Linked DNA regions of Sus scrofa: region 2 is linked to region 1. Evidence: chromatin contacts called from public HiChIP or PLAC-seq data. All regions are on one chromosome and are shown on one strand. Each heading gives the region's core, a stretch centred on a gene start, on an enhancer-like site or on the middle of the called end of the contact. The rest is flanking DNA. Distances are from core to core; before and after follow the strand shown.

Region 1 (6,265 bases), core at 1,485-3,984:
TGGGCAGGCTGGTTGGTCTGGGGGCCTCAGCTGGGATGGCTTAGTCTCTGATCCATGTGGCTGACCCAGGCTTCCTCATGCAGCAGTCTCAGGGTCTGCAAAAGAGCAAGGGGACAATCCCAATGGAAACATTTTCCTTTTTTTTTTTTTTTTTTTTTTTTTTAAATGGTCACACCCATGGCATATGGAAGTTCCCAGGGCTAGGGGCCAAACTGGAGCTGCAGCTGCTGGCTTAAGCCACAGCCACAGCAATGCAGGATCCAAGCCATATCTCAACCTACACTGCAGCTTGCAGCAGTGCCTGGATCCTTAATTCACTGAGAGAGACCAGGGATTGAACTGGCATCCTCATGGACACTATTTCGGCTTCTTAACCCATTGCGTCACAACGGGAATTCCTGGATATATTTTTCAAGCCTCTGCCTGTGTCATGTTGGCTACTAGTCCACTGGCCAATGCAAGTCATGAGGCCATCCCAGGGTCGGTGTAGGAAGGCACTGCCAAAGGACATGGAGGGAGGAGGGGAAACTTGGTGATGGTTTTAAAAACCTACCACACTCTCCAGTATTGGAGTTTAGGCTTTCGGAAAGAAAACACCAGCAACTGTTTGCATTCTGCCTAGCCATATCCCTCCCCGCAAGTGAGTGCACAGCTGCCTACTTGCTTATAAAAGGAGAGAAGGGGGGCGTTTCCATCGTGGCTCAGTGGAAACGAATCTGACTAGCATCCATGAGGACACAGGTTTGATCCCTGGCCTCGATCAGTGGGTTAAAGATCCTGGCATTGCCCTGAGCAGTGGTGTAGGTCACAGACACAGCTTGGATCTGGCACTGCTCTGGCTTTGGCATAGGCCAGCAGCTCCAGCTCCGATTCAACCCCTAGCCTGGGAATCTCCATATTCCATGAGTGCGGCCCTTAAAAAAAATTAAAAAAGTGAAGACATGAGGAAGGAAAAGTTAGGGATTAATACTGGAAGTAATATGCTTGCCACAAAGGAGAAGATGGGTACAGAAGTGGACATATGGGTCCAGTAGTAGAAAAGCCAGAGTGTCCAACCATTTCATTTTCTCTATGAAGTAAGAGGTAAGGTCACCTGTTGAGAGTGGGCAAAGAGGGGTAACAGAGGCACGCTGCCTTCAGAGAAGAGCAGATTTGCAAAAGCCAGGATGCACCTTGAGCCTGGGGATTGACACGAAGAGCATAGGATTGGGGGGGAACCATTCGAGTTGATGATTATGACTTTATCTTGATGCCACCCTGTCCTTTGGGGAAACCTTTTGCCATAGTAATTTGCCGGCACAGAGAAAGCCAAGAGCAGGGTTTGGAGGATGTTGCTAAGTGAGTCAAGGAAAGACGGGGGGCTAGGGAGTTTCGGTTAGTGGTTAGAAGCGTTATTCAAAAATAATGATCTGGGCGCTCTCAGCTGAATATGCAAAATTAGAAGAAAGTTGGGGGGTGTTGAAAATAGGATTGGAAAATAGGATTTTAACCAGTGGCTGAATGGAGAAGGAATTGTGGGGAAAAGCAAAAGGCTTGAGCTCGTGATTTCAGAGCTGGAGTCGTTTCTGTGTTGGAAAAGACCAGAGGAGAAGATCTTTGGAGATGTTGTAACTTTTCGAGTGTGAACACCTTCCCCTGGGGGAGATGAGCAGATTTGCTTTCTATTCTAACCTTACAACACCTCCCCCAAGGGGTGTTCATTATCTCTTGAAACAGCAAAAATTAGCCTTTTTAGTTTTTGGATTGCAGGCACTCTAAACTTAATCTGCCACTTGGGAGCTCCCTGGTGGTCCAACAAGTTAAGGATTCCACGTTGTCACTGCTGGGGCTCCGCTCGCTGGCCTGGGAACTTCTGCATGCTGCAGGTTCAGACAACAAAAAATTCACCTCTTGAACCTGCTGTCCCTTTTTCATCCATCCTTGAGTGTAGATGTTTCTCCTTATGGGTCCTTTTAAACGGCAGCTGAGACATTCCACCATCCTACCTCTGATTCTGTAAATGTGTCTTGCTCGGGTGTGTCATCAGAGGCAAGGTTATATGCTGTGCTAACAAAGGACTTCAAAATCTCACACCGGAAGGTATGGAGGTACTAAAAATTATCTGTCTTCTGCAAACGAGTAAACCGATCTTCAGAATGTCTGTAAAAAGTGCATGGCCCTCAGCAGGCAAAACTCTGAGGAACGCAACACCTACCCTTCCACAAAGGCTACACCTTAACAATGAAATGCTCTGCGCCAATGAAGTAGTGCCTCCAGTTCCTCTGGACCACGATGCTCTGATGCAGTCTCGGTCTTATCCTAGAGAAGTGCTTCCATCCAGAACTCAGTAACACCCTCCTTCAGGCTGATGGGGGCGCTGGATGTAGACAGGGACCAGGGGCCCGGTTCTAAATAGTGTGGAGGCGAGTCTGCTTACGAGAGATGATGGTCAAGCAGCGGACATGAAACAGGAGAGGCAGTGGAGTTCTCCGGGTGGGGTCCACGTCCAGTCGCTGGGTACATTCTGTACACACGAGCCCCTCCCTTGCCTGAAGTGAATTCATGAAGACTTGACTTGATTACGGGGGGGGGGGGGGGCGGCTGGGAAAGGTGGGGTTTGGCTCGGCGCGCCCCGCCCAGATCTGGCGGAGCCCTGGGCAAACCCGGGCGGGTAGAGAGGCGGGGGTGGGTGGGTGGGGGGAGCTGCTGGGTGGAAGGCGGGGCGGGCCGGGCCGGGCCGTTGCCAAGCCGGCCAATAGGCGGCTCTCCAGCGCTGAGCCGGGAGAGGGCCGGGGCGCCGCCACTAGCACCACCGCCTCCCCAGTTTTCCCTTGTGGATGCACAGCTCCGGTGACTCCGCTCCTCCCGGGGCAGAGGGGCTTCCAGAGGCCAGAGGAGCGGACTCCGGACGGGATTTCCGAGGAAGGGAAGAGGAAGGGCGCCCCACCCGCTCTGGAGGGGTTCGGTGAACGATGAAGGGGCGGCGGCGGCGACGCCGGGAGTACTGCAAGTTCGCACTGCTGTTGGTGCTGTACACGCTGGTGCTGCTGCTTGTCCCCTCCGTACTGGACGGCGGCCGCGACGGGGACAAGGGAGCCGGGCATTGCCCGGGCCTGCAGCGCAGCCTGGGAGTGTGGAGCCTGGAGGCGGCGGCGGCGGGCGAACGCGAGCAGGGCGCGAAGGCGCGGCCAGCCGCTGATGGGGGCGCGGGCGTGTCCCCCAGGTCTCCTCTCAACCTCCAAGGCGCCGTCGGGGAAGCGGTGTCTCGCGAAAAGCAGCACATCTACGTGCACGCCACCTGGCGCACCGGCTCGTCGTTCCTGGGCGAGCTCTTTAACCAGCACCCGGACGTCTTCTACTTGTACGAGCCCATGTGGCATCTGTGGCAGGCACTGTATCCGGGCGACGCCGAGAGCCTGCAAGGCGCGCTGCGAGACATGCTGCGCTCGCTCTTCCGCTGCGACTTTTCGGTGCTGCAGCTGTACGCGCCGCCGGGGGACCCCGCCGCGCGCGCCCCGGACGCGGCCAATCTCACCACGGCCGCCCTCTTCGGCTGGCGCACCAACAAGGTCATCTGTTCGCCGCCGCTGTGCCCTGGCGCGCCCCGGGCCCGCGCCGAGGTCGGCCTGGTTGAGGACGCCGCTTGCGAGCGCAGCTGCCCACCGGTGGCTCTCCAAGCCCTGGAGGCCGAGTGCCGCAAGTATCCGGTGGTGGTCATCAAAGACGTGCGCCTCCTCGACCTGGGCGTGCTGGTGCCCCTGCTGCGCGACCCCGGCCTCAACCTGAAGGTGGTGCAGCTTTTCCGCGACCCGCGGGCGGTGCACAACTCGCGCCTCAAGTCTCGGCAGGGGCTGCTGCGCGAGAGCATCCAGGTGCTACGCACCCGCCAGAGGGGCGACCGCTTCCACCGAGTCCTCCTGGCGCACGGCGTGGGCGCTCGCCCCGGGGCCCCCTCCCGCGCGCTGCCCGCCGCGCCGCGCGCCGACTTCTTCCTGACCGGCGCGCTCGAGGTGATTTGCGAAGCCTGGCTGCGCGACCTGCTGTTCGCGCGCGGTGCTCCCGCCTGGCTGCAGCGCCGCTACCTGTGGCTGCGCTACGAGGACCTGGTGCGGCAGCCGCGCGCCCAGCTGCGCCGCCTGCAGCGCTTCGCGGGACTGCGGGCGCTCTCCGCGCTGGACGCCTTCGCGCTCAACATGACTCGCGGCGCAGCCTACGGCGCTGACCGGCCCTTCCACCTGTCCGCGCGAGACGCCCGCGAGGCCGTGCACGCTTGGCGGGAGCGCCTGAGCCGAGAGCAGGTGCGCCAGGTGGAGGCTGCCTGCGCCCCAGCTATGCGCCTGCTGGCTTACCCTCGCAGCGGAGAAGACGGCGACGCCGAGCCGTCCGAGGACGAGGAGACGCCGCTGGAGATGGAGGCTGACGGCGCCACGTAGAACCACACCCGTGCACCCCGGGTGGATCCGGGTAAGGTGGTCTCGGGGCAAAGTGGGGGCCGGAAAGGGTCTTGGGGAGCTTGGATCAGGGGGAGGGGAGGACTGCCGTCTCTAGATCTCACCCTATCAAATAGATCCCAGCGGGAGAGGAATCCCAGGTAGGGGAATTTAGGGGAGTCACCGGGATCTCTAGCATAACTACCTGTCTCCAGAGGAGACCCTGAGAAGCGAGAGGTGAAGTATGGCTGAGGCGGAACCTAGGTCTCCGTGCTCTCAGTCCTCCCTATGAAGTAACAGGTAGGATCCTTTGTTGAGAAAGAGGGGGTAGTGGGGGGAGGGAGAGGGAAGAGGGGTATCCTCGGTCTGAGCTGAGTCGAGAGGGTTTGAAAGTCATAAGGAAACTTGAGACTGGAAATTGACATGAAAAGTATAGAATTTCGGGGACCATTTGAGGTGGATGGTTTGCCTTTATCTAGATGCCGGTCTGTGCTGTGGGGAAATCTTTTGCAGCAGTGTTTGCAGGCACAGAGAAAGGCGAAAGCAGAATTTGGGGGTGGGGGAGTTAATTGCCTCTTATCCTACCTACCCCTCATCTGTTTCCTATTTCTTCTCTGCCTAACTTGCAGACTCCGAGGCTGACCTTCCAATTTACCTAGCATACAGGCATAGGCAGGCCCCGGCTTGCAACAGTTTTTGCACATGTGTGTGTCCCAGGCTCTGGTATATGGGCGTGGGATGGACTTTGCTTTCCCCTGGTTCGAGTGGTGGCTTCCCCCGCCCCCGTCCCTGCCCCCAGTGGCTGGCGCTCGCAGGATATTTGACCATATCCCTTTCCCATCAGGTCACAAAAGCTGCCTGGTCTGCTTCCTCTAGTGTGGACAGGACCTCAGGCCTGGGCCTTTGCCCCACCCACCCACCCCGTCCCCTTGAGAGATGGAACCCGGATTCGCAGTAGGAGCTTTGTGAAAAGACATTCCCTCCCCGCCCGACAATTTTTTTTTCTTTCTCTGTAAATCATATACCCCAAGATAGCCTAAGGTGCCAAAATGGGGCTTCACGGATGTCAAAATGAGTTCAGTGTCCGGATCAGCATGTTCGTTGGGCTGAGGGAGGGGTTTGTTCTGCGCGATGCTGACCTCAGGCGTCATGTAGGTGGCCTGGGAATGCGTTTCCCCAAACTTGGCGAGAGCGGGAAGGGTGCAGCCTTTTGCACGGTGCAGTCTGGAGGAGGAAAAGCAGTGCCGGGTGGGCGGAAGTGACCTAAGTTTCCATTCATTAGTTTATAGTTCCATTCAGTATTCCTCTTGGATGAAGCTCTGAGGCCAAAGTTGAAGATGTTAATGAAAACGGATTCTGTTGTTAATGATGCCAGAGTTTCAGAGCGATTGCAGAGGCAGACTGATTTTTCTATTGGTCATCAAGCAGGTTTTCGTAGTTTCTGTAATTACTTAGGAAGTCTGTCATCTTTCCCGGTGTCCAGAGTGGGGGGTAAAAGGCACTGGGTGACTTGACACATTTTAACAAAAACATCCTTTCATCTGCTAATCTTGTGTTTACAGATGTAAGTAACAACATAATGATCCCTCACCCTCCTCACAGATCGGAGGGAACGCCTCTCCAGGATAGATTGCTGCAGCATTTTATGGCTTTAAGAACTGACAGTCTCGGGGGTTCCTGTCTGGCTCGGTGGTTAAGGAATCCGACTAGGAACTATGAGGTTCGATCCCTGGCCTTGCTCAGTGGGTTAAGGATCTGGTATTGCCATGAGCTGTGGTGTAGGTTGCAGACACGGCTTGGATCCTGAGTTGCTATGGCTGTGACATAGGCTGGCGGCTACAGCTCTGATTCGACCC
Region 2 (6,252 bases), core at 1,988-4,487, 61 kb after region 1:
GGACTTGCTTCAGCCAATAGGAATCCTCCTTCTCACATGCATTAACTAGCCAACCTCCCCTCCCGGTCCTGACCGCAGCATGGTTCAAGTGTAAATTGTAACAAATTCACCTACACAGGCCGACATCCCTTGGACACAAAGCTCTGAAGAGCCAGGTGAGCCTACCAGGCTGTGGACTGGCTCCCCTGATGATGTGCAAACGTCCCTCTTGGCCAGAGAGCTGCTCATTATGACTACCTGTTGCCTGAATATCCTTGCCCGGATCCCGAGAGAGCACCGACTCCACCTGTAGGAAGCATGCATCTTTCCTCACTCATCGGAAGTCACGCACTGACAACTCAACCAGAGGATTTCATTGTCGGGGTTTCACGAATACGGGGAAGCCCCTTAAAAGGATACTTGTGGTCAAAGCTGTACCACAGCCTGAACAGCCACGCACTCTCCTGCTTTGTCCGGTTTCCTCCGGCAGAATCTGGCCCATCCTAGGAAAAAACAAGAGGACAGATACTCAGTTGTAGAAAAGGGATTGAAATAAGGGGGGAAAGCTTCCCTTTTCACCGTAACTTGTAGATGTGGAGCTCAAACATCCTGTATCACCAAAGTCTCAAAGATAGAGGGGGAGGTAATATTTTAAAAGGAATTGAATAAATCCGCAAGGCAGACAAAGCAACCCCTACAGAAAAAGACTCGGTTATGTCTGTGGGTAGGTCAACTCGATGTAGGAGAAAAAATTTTTTTTTTCTTTTACCTGTATAGACCCGCACCGGTGGCATATGGAAGCTCCCAGGCTAGGGGTCAAATCAGAGCTGTAGCCACTGCCTACGCCACAGCCACAGCCTTGAGGGATCTGAGTCGCATCTGTGACCTACGTTGCAGCTTGCAGCAATGCTGGATCCTTAACCCACCGAGGGAGGCCAGAGATTGAACCCGCATCCTCATGCATATTAGTTGGGTTCCTAACCCGATAAGCCACAACAGGAACTCCGACAAAATTTCTTTTAGCATTTTTGCGGTAATTTTCCTTCAAGTCCTTTTAGCAGATCAATTACCCAAAAGGAGTCTAGATCCTTATAGGCCAAAATTGATTTATAGAGAATATGAAAGAAAGCTTCTGTAAAACCAACTTTGCAGGCCCTCCAGAGCTGGTCTGTGGAAAACACGCTTGGTTGAGTTTCCTGACAAACCAGCCAAGGGCTCTTCGTGGTGCTTACACGGGCACCTCCCTTGTGTTCCAGGCGGTGCCGTAACTTGCCCTACCAGCTTCAGGAAGGTGGGGGCGGTGGGCAGGGGCAAGGAAGCCAGAACTAGCATCACTGTTCTTTCCTCTGCCCTCAAGTAGTAGGTTCCTTTACTCCTCCTCTCGTGCTTTTCCACCTCACACGTCCCCATCATTTCATTTTCAGAAGCACTTGTAGGAGTTCCCGTCATGGCGCAGTGGAAACGAATCTGACGAGGAACCAGGAGGTTGCGGGTTCGATCCCCAGCCTGGCTCAGTGGGTGAAGGACCCGGCATTGCCGTGAGCTGTGGTGTAGGTTGCAGACGTGGCTTGGATCCCAAATTGCTGTGGCTGTGGTGTAGGCCGGCGGCTACAGCTCCAATTCGACCCCTAGCCTAGGAACCTCCATGCAGCCCCCCGCCCCAAAAAAAATCAAAAGCCCTTTTGCAAAATCAAACATTCATTTGGGGTTTAGGACATCTGTTCTGTGCGAGTATTATAAACAGCACAATCAATATTAAAAAGGGGGCCAATGGCAGCTGCTTGAGGGCACTGCTGGGGTTTGATGTTGCTGGATGACAGACTCTGAAAGTAGGGACGGCTGGTCAAGCACAGGCATTTTTAGCCTCATCCTCTTGAGTGTTAGAGGGAGAGGCAGCTCTACAAGTGAGGGGTGAGCGACAAGAAGGAAATAAATCTGAGTCATGATTATGAGTCTGTCTTCTACATCTCAGGGGGTACCAATTCCACCTGTAACAGAGATACCAAGGATGAGTCAGAAATCTCCGAGAAGGTAAGAGCAGAGGGAGAGAAGTAGAGAGAGGGAAGTCGCAAGCACTATTTCAATTCCTAATATTTCCAATGGCAAAGACGATTTTGGGGGGGGCACCCACAGCATGCAGAAGTTCCTGAGCCAGGGATCGAACCCACACCACGGGAACGGCCTGAGCCACAGCAGTGATGATGTCGAGTCCTTAACCTGCTGAGCCACCAGGGAACTCCCAAGAACCTGCATTTCTAACAGTGATGCGCAGGCTGCTAAACGGCCACTCGGAACGGCAAGGAGAGGCCCACGGTCCCAGTGGAGAAGCAGAAAGGCCCTTCATGACCTCGCCTCTGCCAATCTCCACCCTTATCCTTCACCTCATTGTCACCAGACCTTAAGGACGCACGCAGATGCGTCTGTCTTGTTTGCAGATGTATTTGCAGAGCCTGACTGAGAGAATGTCTCAAACAAGGGCTCAATAAATATGTGTCAAATGAATGAATGCATTAATGTTAATTTTGAATTCTAAGGGAAAAAAAAAAAAGAATAGCAGAAAGAATCAAAGGCGGGGAGGAGGGGTCGTGATCTGAGGAAAAGCACTTCAACAACTGTTGGATGTTAAAGATTTCAGGGACTGGATTTCAGATTTCAGCCTGGAGGGAACCTGACGGTGGATGCAGAAACAAGCAAACCCAACCTGCCCAGAAAGATATACACGTCAATGCAACGATCAACCGCTGATTTTCTGTGTTTCTCCGGTGCACACGCATGCATGCACGCAAGTACCACAAGCACAGTGGCTTCCCTTCCTCCACGTTCCAGTAATGTCCTGCCTGTGACCTTGTCCTGCTGAGATGACAGAGGCGGGATCCATTCAGATTCGGGCTCCTAGCTTCTCCAAAGCAGCCTCATCAATGAGCCCGCTCCTGTAAACGCGGGTAACCGCGAATGATGTGCCTGCATGTCTGGCCAACATAAATCTCAGCTGTGTCCGCATGAAAAATCCTCTGCCACCCGCCCCCTTGAATGGGTTGGGAGGTGGTCCCCGGGGGCCCCGGGCAGCTTGCCTCCAGCTGGGCTTGTTTTTTGTTTTGGTTGCAAAGTCACCAAGACCTCGGGAGAAACAAAGCAACTGGAGGGTTTTGTTTTGTTTGGTTCTAATGAGTCAAACTTGCCAGGGACATGAGGCTTAAGTCTCTCCGCACTATTCTTACGCTGCCCTCACACGAAGCCAAAAGTTTGAGCCAACAGCTCTTTTCCTGCGCCCACATGACCTAATATTCTGCGGCTCTGTAGCCATGACTCTGTTTATAACCTTGGGCTCCGAGGACCAGTGCGGAAAATCGTGCTCGTTATGACAAGTGCTTTCCCGTCAAATATCCCTTTCTTGTTTGTTTTTAGAGGGAGTGTTCAGCAAACGCTGTCAAGAGAAGGGCCCTTTCTTTTCTAATGGGAAGCAAACATCTGGATTTTCCCCGCCTCTGATTTCAGTTTCATGACAACACTGAGCATGTGACTTGGACCCATCTCAGGGGAAGTTGCAAGAACCCAGGGTTTCACCCAAAAATGAGAAGGCCATTTCTTTCTCTGTTTTATTGGTTTCTCATGACCACTGAGGGCTCCCTGCCCTGTTGTTCAGGGCTGACTGGACCAAGGTCAGGCCGGGAGGACTTGGAGAAAGAAGGCCCTTTCTGCACGAGGGCATGAGTCATTTTTCAGAAGGTGTTCTGAGGAACCAAGCTGGAAGTTCAACTCCTGCCTTCCCCCCACCCCCCCCACCCCAGTCTGACAGCAACCTTGAAAGCCTTTCAAAATGCCAACAGAACTGCCTTTGAGGGCCCTCTGCCTGACGGTGCATGAGGCTTGGAAGGAGAGGGGCTCAGGGGAAGCTGTGACACAGCTCCTGGCTAGGGCGGGCCAAAAGAGTGCCACAGGGAGTGCAGAGCAAGTGGCTGCCACCTGCCTGGTCAAATTTAGCCCAAGGGACGGGTTTCCAAGGCTCACTCTGCCTGGGCTGGGGGGGGCGCTGCCTTAGCTGTGCCTGCCCGGACTAAACGCACCGACAGAACCGCCAGCGCTCAGGACCCATTGCTTTTCAAACATCTCCACATGTTTGGTATAAAGTAGCCCAAGGTCTCTGAGACCAATTCAGCTACATGAAAAACACTCAAACCATTTCATCTATTTCCTTTCACAGATTGCTTGAGTCCAGAGGCAGGAACAGTGGAAACCAGCAAAGGGCTGGGGCCCGGGGGGGGGGTGGGGTGGGGTGGGGTGGGGTGGGTGGAGCGGGGGTGTTGACTGGCCTGGAACTGTCAAGATGAAATTGCTCTAAACCCTGGATGTCCAGCTCGTGGTGATCAGCTTTTCTTACCAGATTAAGCCTGACTGGCCACAGGTCTCTGGAGGATGCATATCCTACCAGAGCCGTTATTCCCTTTTCAGGGAAATGAAGAGGTCATCACAAATTTCACCCGGGTTTCCTCAGATCTCCAGTGTGGCGAAACCCAGACTGTCAGACCGCCATGTGCATCATTCCTGAACCCCTGTTTTCTAAAGTCCCTAATCAAAACTCAAGCCAGGAGTTCCCATCGTGGCGCAGTGGTTAATGAACCTGACTAGGAAGCATGAGGTTGCGGGTTCGATCCCTGGCCTCGCTCAGTGGGTTAAGGATCTGGCGTTGCTGTGAGCTGTGGTGTAGGTCGCAGATGCGGCTCAGATCCCGAGCTGCTGTGGAGTGGGCCGGCAGCTACAGCTCTGATTCGACCCCTAACCTGGGAACCTCCATATGCCGCAGGTGCAGCCCTAAAAGGACAAAAGACCAAAAAACAAAACAAACAAACAAAAAAACCCTCAGGTCAAATAGCCACTTTGAATAAAAAAAACTTCTCAGACTTCCCTGGTGGCCTGGCCTAGCCCAGTGGGTTAAGGATTCCATGGGGTCACTGCTGTGGCGAGGGCTTGATCCCAGGCCCGGGAACTTCTGCATACCTTGGGTGTGGCCAAAACAACAAACCAACCCTCCAAAACAAAAATCTTCTGTTCCCAACAGGCACAAGGGCCAATTCTAATATAACAGCAAAGGTCTTTTGGGTACACTGGGTTAAGGATCTGGCATTGCCTCAGCAGCTACAGCTTAGGTCACAACTATGGCTCAGATCGGATCCCTGGCCTGGGAACACCACATCCTGCGAGGTGGCCAAAAAAAAAAAGAAAAAAAAAAAAGAAAAAAAATTACCTAGAACTTTCAGAGGTCATGGCTTTGTGTCCCTTATGGGGGCATCAACCCAAGAATGCCTTATCAGGTCGTGACCACCATCATAGGGAAAGACCCCTGGGAAAGCTGTGGCGGCAGCCCTGGGCCCCACACAGCACCACCTATGGTGAGACTTGTTCAATCGGATTTGGTAGCTGGAGTCTTTTAGAAGATCCCAGGGAATCTGAAACATGCAGACTGGATTTAGGGTTCTGGGCAACCGTGAGTATGATTCAAAGCTGACTGGAAGAAAATGAAACACTCAACATGGCGTCACAGACGACACACACACACTCCCATCTTCCCATAGATACCGATCGTGCCCCCATGTGCCAGGCACTGTGCTTGGCACTGGGTATTCTTTCGTTTGTTTGTTTTTTAGGGCCGCACCCACAGCACATGGAGGTTCCCAGGCAAGGGGTCCAATTGGAGCTGCAGTTGGCAGTCTATACCACAGCCACAGCAACATGGGATCCAAGCCAAGTCTGCAGTGTACACCACAGCTCACAGTGATGCCAGATCCTTAACCCACTGAGCGAGGCCCACATCCTCATGGATGCTAGTTGGGTTCATTAACCTCAGAGCCACGATGGGAACTCTAGCACTGGGTATTCTGTACTGAACAAAGTAGGTCTTCACTCCCGAGGCCAAGTAACAACCTTTGGGAAACAAATTTCAGCGCCCATCGGGACTCCCCTTTCACTCCTCCTGCTTGCCCAGGAAATGCCAGCCTGGGGAAGGACCAAAAACTGGAGGCAGAACCACCCCGCCAGCCCCACGACAGGAGTGATGTGGCAGCTTTAAGACACAGCCGCCACGACACTGATACCCTTCCCAACCGGAAGCTACACATTCTGTCCCCTCTCGTTGAATCTGGGCCCTGGCAACTGCTTGTAATCAAGAGAAAGTCATGGCAGTGATGCTGTGTGACTCCCAAGGTTAGGTCAGAAAAGACCACATGGCCTCTGCCCCGCTTGCCGGGACACGGCTTTTGGAAGCCTGAGCCATCACGT

The links. HiChIP or PLAC-seq counts read pairs in DNA pulled down with a chosen protein or histone mark.
Region 2: an H3K27ac HiChIP or PLAC-seq map of skeletal muscle shows a contact between it and region 1. The contact joins the enhancer-like site here to the promoter of CHST7 in region 1. A contact is called at or near these places in 6 of 47 Hi-C or Micro-C datasets (alveolar macrophages, liver, mesenteric adipose tissue and 2 more) and 1 of 2 datasets of contacts at active chromatin or transcription factors (skeletal muscle).

What each region holds. Positions count from the first base shown.
Region 1 is chrX:41,190,259-41,196,523 of Sscrofa11.1, forward strand. It overlaps CHST7 (carbohydrate sulfotransferase 7), which reads left to right and starts at 2,735. Exons shown (of 2, transcript XM_003135049.4): 1 at 2,735-4,443. The coding sequence starts at 2,952. The coding sequence ends at 4,412.
Region 2 is chrX:41,250,889-41,257,140 of Sscrofa11.1, forward strand. SLC9A7 (sodium/hydrogen exchanger 7) reads right to left here. Exons shown (of 17, transcript XM_021080387.1): 15 at 400-482. Among named protein-coding and RNA genes, the nearest start is that of CHST7, 61 kb to the left of the region's middle. Within about 2 kb of position 3,238, at least 17 of the 83 cell types and tissues checked have an H3K27ac peak or open chromatin away from gene starts, as enhancers often do. A contact at or near this core is called in alveolar macrophages, mesenteric adipose tissue, skeletal muscle and 1 more, where this site is marked.